Regions from separate parts of the Gossypium hirsutum genome. Here region 2 is linked to region 1. A link is a contact called in public Hi-C data. All regions are on one chromosome and are shown on one strand. Each heading gives the region's core, a stretch centred on a gene start, on an enhancer-like site or on the middle of the called end of the contact. The rest is flanking DNA. Distances are from core to core; before and after follow the strand shown.

Region 1 (4,135 bases), core at 1,456-3,955:
CTATTCTGGTCTTATTTTAATTATATTCTTTTATAGAAGTCAATAATATCCATATCCATCTCCATCCGTCTCTCCCTTCCTCTCTCCTCTTAGCAATCTCCTTATTTAGTTGTTAGAATTTGGATTATTGAGTCTTTCTCTAATAGGTACAAAAACAATTTTTTTCCCTTTGATGTAGTCCAGAGTTTCCCTTCCGGACAAATGCATTAGAGAAATGACAAGGTATTGAAATACTTGGAACTGAAAGAGCTATTAGCACTCGTAGTTTTCTAAACGTTTTCGAATTGTATGCTACATGTCTCATCTAGTCATGTCACAAATGCATTTTAAATTTATATATAAACAAAAAAAAACAACATTTAAAGTGATGATGATTCTGAGAAAATAACATTTTTCATATGATTCTCGTCGGTAACAAAAGAAGCAATTCAATCAATATCATATTTATGTTTTCCATATAGACATACGACAGTTCAACTTCAATTACAAAAAAGCAAAGATGTGACATCCGGTCCCATTTTATCCTAGCAATACTAGCACTAAGAAAATCTCCAAACCAAATTCTCCATCCATATATGCACTCATAAAAGAAATTTACATATATATATACGCATCTTAAGCCATTTTTAAAACAAAGCTTATGAGCACATTATCTGTTCTTGATCATTGAATTATGTTTGTGTTTTTTGGCTACTAGGGCAGTTCTTAATTTCAACTCAACAAATGAAAATGTTGGACACGAGTTTCTTCCAAAATAGGGCAAATAATTTTAATATAAATAATTTTTGTAAATTACCATGAATCTAACATTTCACACCAAAGAGTTGCAGATGATAGGCAGGAGAATACAAGCAATAACAATATAGTCGTAACAAAATTAGTTTTGGCGCACCAAAATGGGTCCCTAGAAAAGAACATTTACCCTCGACATAGTTTGTTCACCCGCAACATCCAAAATGGGGAAATTTTTGTTTTCCCTTTGATGTAGTCTAGAGTATCCCTTCTGAACAAATGCATTAGAGAAATGACAAGGTACTGAAATACTTGGAACTGAAAGAGCTATTAGCACTTGTAGTTTTCTCTGCTTATTTAGTTTATTCTATTAGGTGGTAGTTTAGGCCATATACTAGCCACTTTTCTAATGTCCAAAATTTCAATTTTCATTTAATTCTATAGTTCTTTCAAACTGCCCCATCTGTCAATATCTATCTTCTTCCATCTGTAGAGAAAAATGGGAAACTACCTGATTCTTGTTTCTTGTTTTAGCATATTTTATCACACTTCCTTTGATCTTTGAATCTGTCTATGTTCACTTCTGTTTTGTGCTAAAATAGAGTTCTAGATTTCTCTGATCTTTGAGTAGAATTTTTCTCTTTCAAATGAAAGCTAAATTATTCATGGTTATCATTACATCTTAAATATTTTTATGGGCTGCTTGCTTCTCTTTTTTAGGGTTTTACAATCATTGCATTCAATGATGGACATCTGAATGCGAAGACTTTACGAGAAGTTCTTAGTCTTGGTCCAACTTTTTTAGTGATAAAGTTTACGGAAAATACGTATTTTATATATGTAATTTTTAGTACAAGCAAGCTAGAAAGTTATATGCGGCTCCCGGAAAAGTTTAGTTGAAGTTACCAATACTTATATGAGAAGTTAATTAGCAGTGTTTAATGGCTCATGTATCCTATGTAAAGACTAAAAAGTAATTGTGCACAACCAATTAAGCAGATTCTCCCTCAGTACTAATATAGCAGCTTTTTATGGCTACAAAATGTAATGCCTGTCAGTTAACCAAGGCATGTCATATAAGTCTCGAGTGCACATTCAAGGTGTAGGAAGACTTCTAGAAGTTGAATTTTCACCATTTTTTCTCTTCCCCCCTCCCCCTTCCCCCCGAGCATCAATTATGAATCATTACAAAGGAGAATGGTTAACAGAGCAAAATATCCTAAAAAAAGCAAATCAATAAAAGTTTGAACAAGCAAAAGAACAAATCCTCATTTCTATCTTTGTCCTTCCAAATCTAATAACATATAAAAGAATCTTTCTTCTAGAAAACAATGGACACAAATAAAATAAACACCAAACGTTTGCTTATTGTATTAAGGAGTATATGTAGATTACCTTTCTACCTTCACTCAGTTTTTGCCTAACTATTTGCCCCAATGTTGGCTGAAAAAAGGAAAAATAGATGCAATTTGTAAACAAACGAGCTAATAGAGAATAGCTTGATTAAGTAAAGTGTATTCTTGGAGATCTGTGATAGTTAACGAAAAGGGGGGTCTTAATTAAGACAAAGCAAAATTACCTTGCCGGTGAACTGCTTCACTCGATTCAGCACTGATTTAACATCTGGGTGTTGGATCGTTTGCCCTTTCCTCTCACACTGAAGTTAGAATTTCAAGCTGTGTTTTTGTTGAGAGGAAATTGAAACGGTTGACCCTGATTTCAACCGGAGCTTGAGGATACTGAGAATTAATGGAATTAGGTGAAAAAGAGGGAGAATGGTGGAACGAAATGGGAATCAGACTGAAAAGAGGGAGAAGGGTGGAATGAAATGGGAATCAGACTGAAAAGAGGAGAAGGGTAGAACGAAAGAAGGAGAAAATGCTCAGATGTGAGAAGGGTAAAGTTGAACAATTTTCGCGCTGAATAGGTATTCCCTTGGGGGAGTGTTGAATTGTAAACGGTGATTTTGCCTTGAATAAGGCTGTAAGGAATATGGATGTAATAGCCTATTCAGTCAACCAAACAATGGAATAGGGTTGGGCCACTGAATAAGGCTGTAATGGTTTAGCATTACAGCCAACCAAATAAGCTGTTAATGTTTGTTCATTTTGTTGATGTAACACACACGTGGATGTCACGTTAGCAAAGTGAACAAACATTATCTTTTCTATCCATCTTTCTTAGTTTAAGCAAAAAAAAAAATTCTTTTAATAAAACACCATTTTAAGACTTAATAAAACTTCTTTAAAATGATTTTTAATACTTTGAAAGCTTGAATACATTTAAAAAAAAATTATTTTGAATCATTTCCCAAACATCAACATATGATATCAAAAAAATTCCAAACATTTTAAAATCATTTGAGTCTTATTTAAACATAATTTCAAATCTCAAACATGAATAATTTCATTTATGAACCAATGACTTCATTTGCTTTCAAATAGGATCCAAAGGACACTTAATTTTGCAAGTTAAAATATTTACAAATTCATATAATAGTCTAAGCCTTTATGTAGATGCCAAAATACAAGTAACGATTACGACTTTAAAACATCAAATGGTGATGCGATGCTCCTAAGCCGAAATTACAAGCTTCTTGTCAAGACCTTCACGTTTAAACAACTAACGCTTGAGCTTGCTAAACTATATATCTTATACTTTGTCAATGTTGGCCCTTCTTAATTATGTCGTATCAATTCATTCAAGCTACGTTTTAGTGTCCCTAATGGATTCATTTACATTAATCAACTTATAGGGCTAAACTTACATTTCCATAATTCATCAACTTATCACATAATGAAATTTACGTGAATGACTTATACAATATTTAAATCCTTTATCCCTTAACTTCCTAACATTTTCATACATGCATACATAAGCTTTCGTACGTATTCTTCACACCTTATATATTTCTTTACCATTTCCTTTACTAAGGTATGCTCGGATCATTAATTTATCCAATATCACTTAAGGTAACTTCACTAAACCACACATCCTTAAAGCACATTTTTCATATTAAATTCTCTTTCAACTCATCTATTCGGTTACTATTTCTTTTTTGTCTCATTTAGTTAAAAGTCCTTTAGTTCACATCACTTATTTTTTGCTTTTAGTTATCAATATTCACATTTAAAGTTGATTACCAATATTTTAATTCATTTTCGCCCATATTAAATTCTAGTAAAATTTATTTGCATATACGAGACTCCTCCACCACACCAATGAGTACCGATATGCTAAACTGTAAGATAGCGCAACACATCCCTCTACTGCACCAATGAGCTCATGAGAGCATAAACTACACCACACCAAGATACACATAAGTGCAATGCCCAAATGCGATAAAAAGTGCAAATAAGTGTGAAACCTCCAACAAAACTTCAAACATGCTATAGACCTTAAT
Region 2 (4,342 bases), core at 678-3,177, 150 kb after region 1:
AGTATTGTCCCATTTTTGTCTTTCTCGGGTTGCAGCAACAGATTCGTTTTCAGTCTCGTCAGGTCTTGGAGTATCCAAAACATAAGCAATCTTCAAAGTTGATAATAGGAAGTGCATCTTTTTCTACCATCATCGAAGATTGCCACCATCAAACCGATCAAGTCTGACAAAATTGGAAGCCAACTCCCTTAGTGTTCCACTTTCATGAGTTGTGGTAGACATCATGAATTATAACCTTAAAATTGTTAGTACAAAACTTCGGTGAGGAAAATCTCGAACAGACGAACGGAACTCGAATAAAAGAAGAAATAGGACAAGGCTCTAAGGCGTGTATTAAGCCACTATCTTTAAGGTTATATTCGCCCCCACCTATCTTCAGTGTGCAAACGAGTTCCAAGCAAATTAACCTCGAGGATACAATGAAGCCAATGACTATTTGCGTTTTGCACTGACGAGAATAGTCCACTACACACTGAGCAATATATGACAAGTAACTCAATTTCTATATAGAATTTCTGCAGTAATACTTTATAGAATAATCTAATAATATTAGAAAACGAAGGAAGGAAAGAAAGAATCTTAGAGTTCGATGGTATGATTTCCAAATGAAATCTCATTCCTATTTATAGGAATTTTCATGTCTCTTCATAGAGACATCTTTCATCAATAGGTGTCTTTCTGAATAATAATGTATTTAAAATTATTCATTTAATTATAATTATTCAAATAAAATTATTTAAATAGTTATAATTCTTTTTCAAAAAATCAAACAATATAATCTTTTGATTAATTACACCTATTCATTTATAGTTATTGGAACACTATAAATATTTGAAAATATTCCAACAAGTTGATTCGAATAACTTGATTAACTTAAATAATTCGAACTATTTAATTTAAAATTTAAAATTTTTATCAAGTTTTTCGAATCAAATCAAAATTTACTCACCTTTATTTGAACGCACTTAAGTCTACGCCCTCTTGTATTAACAATAAGCTAATACTCAATTTGCAAGATATCCACAAATCTAAAATAATGTACGAATATTAATTATAGAAAAACATAATAAAAGATGAATACAAATACCTTAGGTGTTTGAATGAATTGTGAGGAGTGAAATCTCATTTCCCAATATAAGATAGGAGCAATTTATATAAAGATGCATACAAATTGTTGATGACAAAAAAGGGTTCATGTTGCCTGTCTTTAGCTATTTGAGACACTTTGCCTGCTCTGCTAATTTCTGGGCTGTTTTGCAGATTGAAAATGAAAGATTTCCCCATCTCACAATTTCCATCAACCAATTGAAGATTTTTAGGAAGGTAAATTCAAGGATTATGTAATTTTTATTTTAAAAATAGTAATAGTGAAATAAAAAGAACGTGAAGTGAAGGGGCATTTGCAGAAAGTAATAAATGAGTGAGGTGAGAAGGCAATGGAAGGTAATGATGACTATTCATAAATAGGTTCAGATGGGGTTGGTAGGTGGCTTTGCTCCTTTCTCTCTGTGTCTCAGCTCAATCAAATGCATGCAAAACCATTACAACCACGACGTGCTTATTTCAGAAACTCAAGGCATTCCTCACACCATCCAATGCGCCTTTGTGTATTTGGATATCACATTTATTATTCATGGTAAAAATAAATATTATTTTTTAAATATTTAAATTTGTTATTTGAGGTTTTATTTAGACATCCAAATCATTATTTACTGATAAAAATAATTTTTAAGTCCTGATCTGATTTGGATTTGAATAAAGAATTAGTAGTTCTAATCATGACATTCCTGCTGGACCATGGCATTAGTTGTAGTGCATGTATGGAGGCCGAATTATATTTTTTGACTAAAGATTTAGATATCCCTGCTCTGCACTGCACTGCGATGCACTGTACTGCACTGCCAATGCCATGGGTGGCCCCTTAAATGTAATTAGAGAAGGCATGTGGCACGTAGTATAAATAATAAATAAGAGGGGGGGACCATTTGAGATTGACCTAACAATGCAAAAACCTCTCCGTTCTGAGACTGCCGCAGTTAATACATACATACATACTATAAGACATGGGAATTAGGGAATTACAGTAGCTTTTGCTATTGCTTTTTTCTTTATATGAGTTTGGGAAGTGCAAAGAGAGGGACAAAACGGATGGTCAAACTATGTGGTACATTGCTGCTACTCTCCCATTTGGCATTTGTATCTAACCCTCTTAGGCCTACGGTCTTGTTTTTTTGTTATTTCCTTTTCTTTTCTGCCCTATTGGAGAAAAATATTTTATAGTGTTTGGTAGGTACGTAAACCTATCTATGGGTTTTGAGAAAATAAAACCCTATCTATGGGTTAGATAAAATTCCTTGTTCTAACGTTAATCTTTTATAATTAAAGTTAAAACGGTTAAATTAATTTTTACATATTAGATTAAATAATAAATTAAATTTTTTAGTTAAAATTTTTATTTATTTTAAAATTTAATATGATTGGTAGAATAATTAAATAGTAATATGTAACATGTTATGTACACTTTATGATTTTTAACATAGAAATGGATGTAATTTTTAATAAAATGATCAATTTATTTTTTTTAACGTATAAAAATAATTTTTTAATTTCATGAATAAAGAAAATAAAATACAATCTAACTTTTAATATTAGTATTCCTATATTATTTCTATGAAAAAGTGATAATTTAAAATCCCAAACTCACTTTTATTTATTGCTAAAAAAATTAAATGAATTTGGATGCACTATCAAATTTCAATTTAAGATTTTTCTAGCTTTTCCTTTTCATAAGAAGATCAAAGGGTATCTCAAGATTTACTTAGATTTTAATTCTCTATTTTAGCAATATATTTGCTCACTTTGTCTTGATACATGGCTTTATAAAAAAAATCTCATGATATTAAACCTAGATGGAAAAATACCCAAGCTTCTAAGGAAGTAGGAATAGGGAGATTAAGTATAAAATATTTCTATTTTCTACTACCATTTCTCATTAAACGATATCTGTCAAAAAACTTGTAACGATAATATTTTAATTTAATATAAGTTTGAAAATTGAAAAGTTGCAAAACATTTATTTTTTTAAAGTAAAAAAACATTCTTTAATTTCAAAGAAATTAAGAAGAGAGAAAAGGAAGCATTTACTAACAAAACAAGCACAGAAAACGACACATCAACCAAATCCCTTCGTATTACTTTGATAAACTTATGGCACACAAGACTGAGACTGTATATAAATAGATAAGTTTAAGGAGCTTTTTCTCATCTTTCATGGCACTGTTTCCACTTCCTCCATATCCATTTTCTACTGACCAGTCCAAAAAGTCTTAACCCTTCTTCATTGGCTTTCCGAGCCATAAGCTCCTATCAATGGCTCAACGACGCCCATTGCCACCCTTGATCATGGACCTGACCATCGCAGTTCGTCCGCCAGGTCATCAACATCCTAGCTCAAGAAAAGTAGATTTCATGTTATGAAGTCCATGGCAATATCTCTCCTGAGCTTATTCTTCTTATATCTTTTCTTCTATTCTCGAAACTCTTTGATGATTATTCGAGTTTTCTTGACCTTGCAAGTCCGTAAGTAAGGTAAAATTGTTCTTGATCACTTTAAGAATTTTCAAGAGACTCTGAGCATAAAATTTCCATCAAAGGTTCGAGAAAGTTCTTATCTATCTTCTATCCCTCCTGAGCTGTCTCTTCTCTTCGTCTCATTTCTCTTTATTCTAGCTAGGGTTATCTTTTATCAACTGTTTAAGTTTTTAGCTTAAAAGTATTTCTAAATGCAATTGGATTATCCGAATAAAATTTATGAGCTTACAATGTACGTGGTTGTTGAAAGAAATATGTATTTGCCAATTTTAGTTTTCTTTACAATTTTTTTTGTAGTTTTTTTAATATTCTATGTATTTACTAAAGAAAAAGAAAAAAGAAAACATCCTACGAAGCAATATCAAAGAAGAAAATGTAAAGGAAAAAGATTAATTTACAGAACATCCTTGAAAAAAGATGACATATGAACAATGGAATTAGGACTAAAGGAATCTTTGGTTCATGGTGAGATTCAACTCTATATTGTTGGATACATGCACTTAATAGTGAGATCGTAAATTAAAAACCCTGGGTTCATTAACACATGGTTGCATATGATGAAGTTGTGTCTTAAAAAAGACTGGATGATCCGACTTACTAGCATCTCATAACCTTAGTGTGCTATTCGTAGATGCATGCATAACAGCAAATTGGTTTCCACAAAAGAATTTCGCACAGGAGACTGTTTTCTTGGTGCACAATAAACACATGAAATGGACTACTGATGTTTTCTTAAATTATAGCAGTGGAT

The links. Hi-C and Micro-C count contacts between places; a contact is called where the count stands out from the background.
Region 2: a contact with region 1 is called in a Hi-C map of leaf, with 2.2 times the contacts expected there. The contact joins the enhancer-like site here to the promoter of LOC107955669 in region 1. A contact is called at or near these places in 5 of 34 Hi-C or Micro-C datasets (callus, fibers and leaf).

The regions. Positions count from the first base shown.
Region 1 is chrA07:87,757,180-87,761,314 of Gossypium_hirsutum_v2.1, forward strand. It overlaps LOC107955669, which reads right to left and starts at 2,706. Exons shown (of 5, transcript XM_041116547.1): 1 at 2,312-2,706; 2 at 2,128-2,175.
Region 2 is chrA07:87,903,919-87,908,260 of Gossypium_hirsutum_v2.1, forward strand. No RefSeq gene overlaps it. Among protein-coding and RNA genes, the nearest start is that of LOC121204265, 19 kb to the left of the region's middle. Within about 2 kb of position 1,928, at least 1 of the 9 cell types and tissues checked has an H3K27ac peak or open chromatin away from gene starts, as enhancers often do. A contact at or near this core is called in leaf, where this site is marked.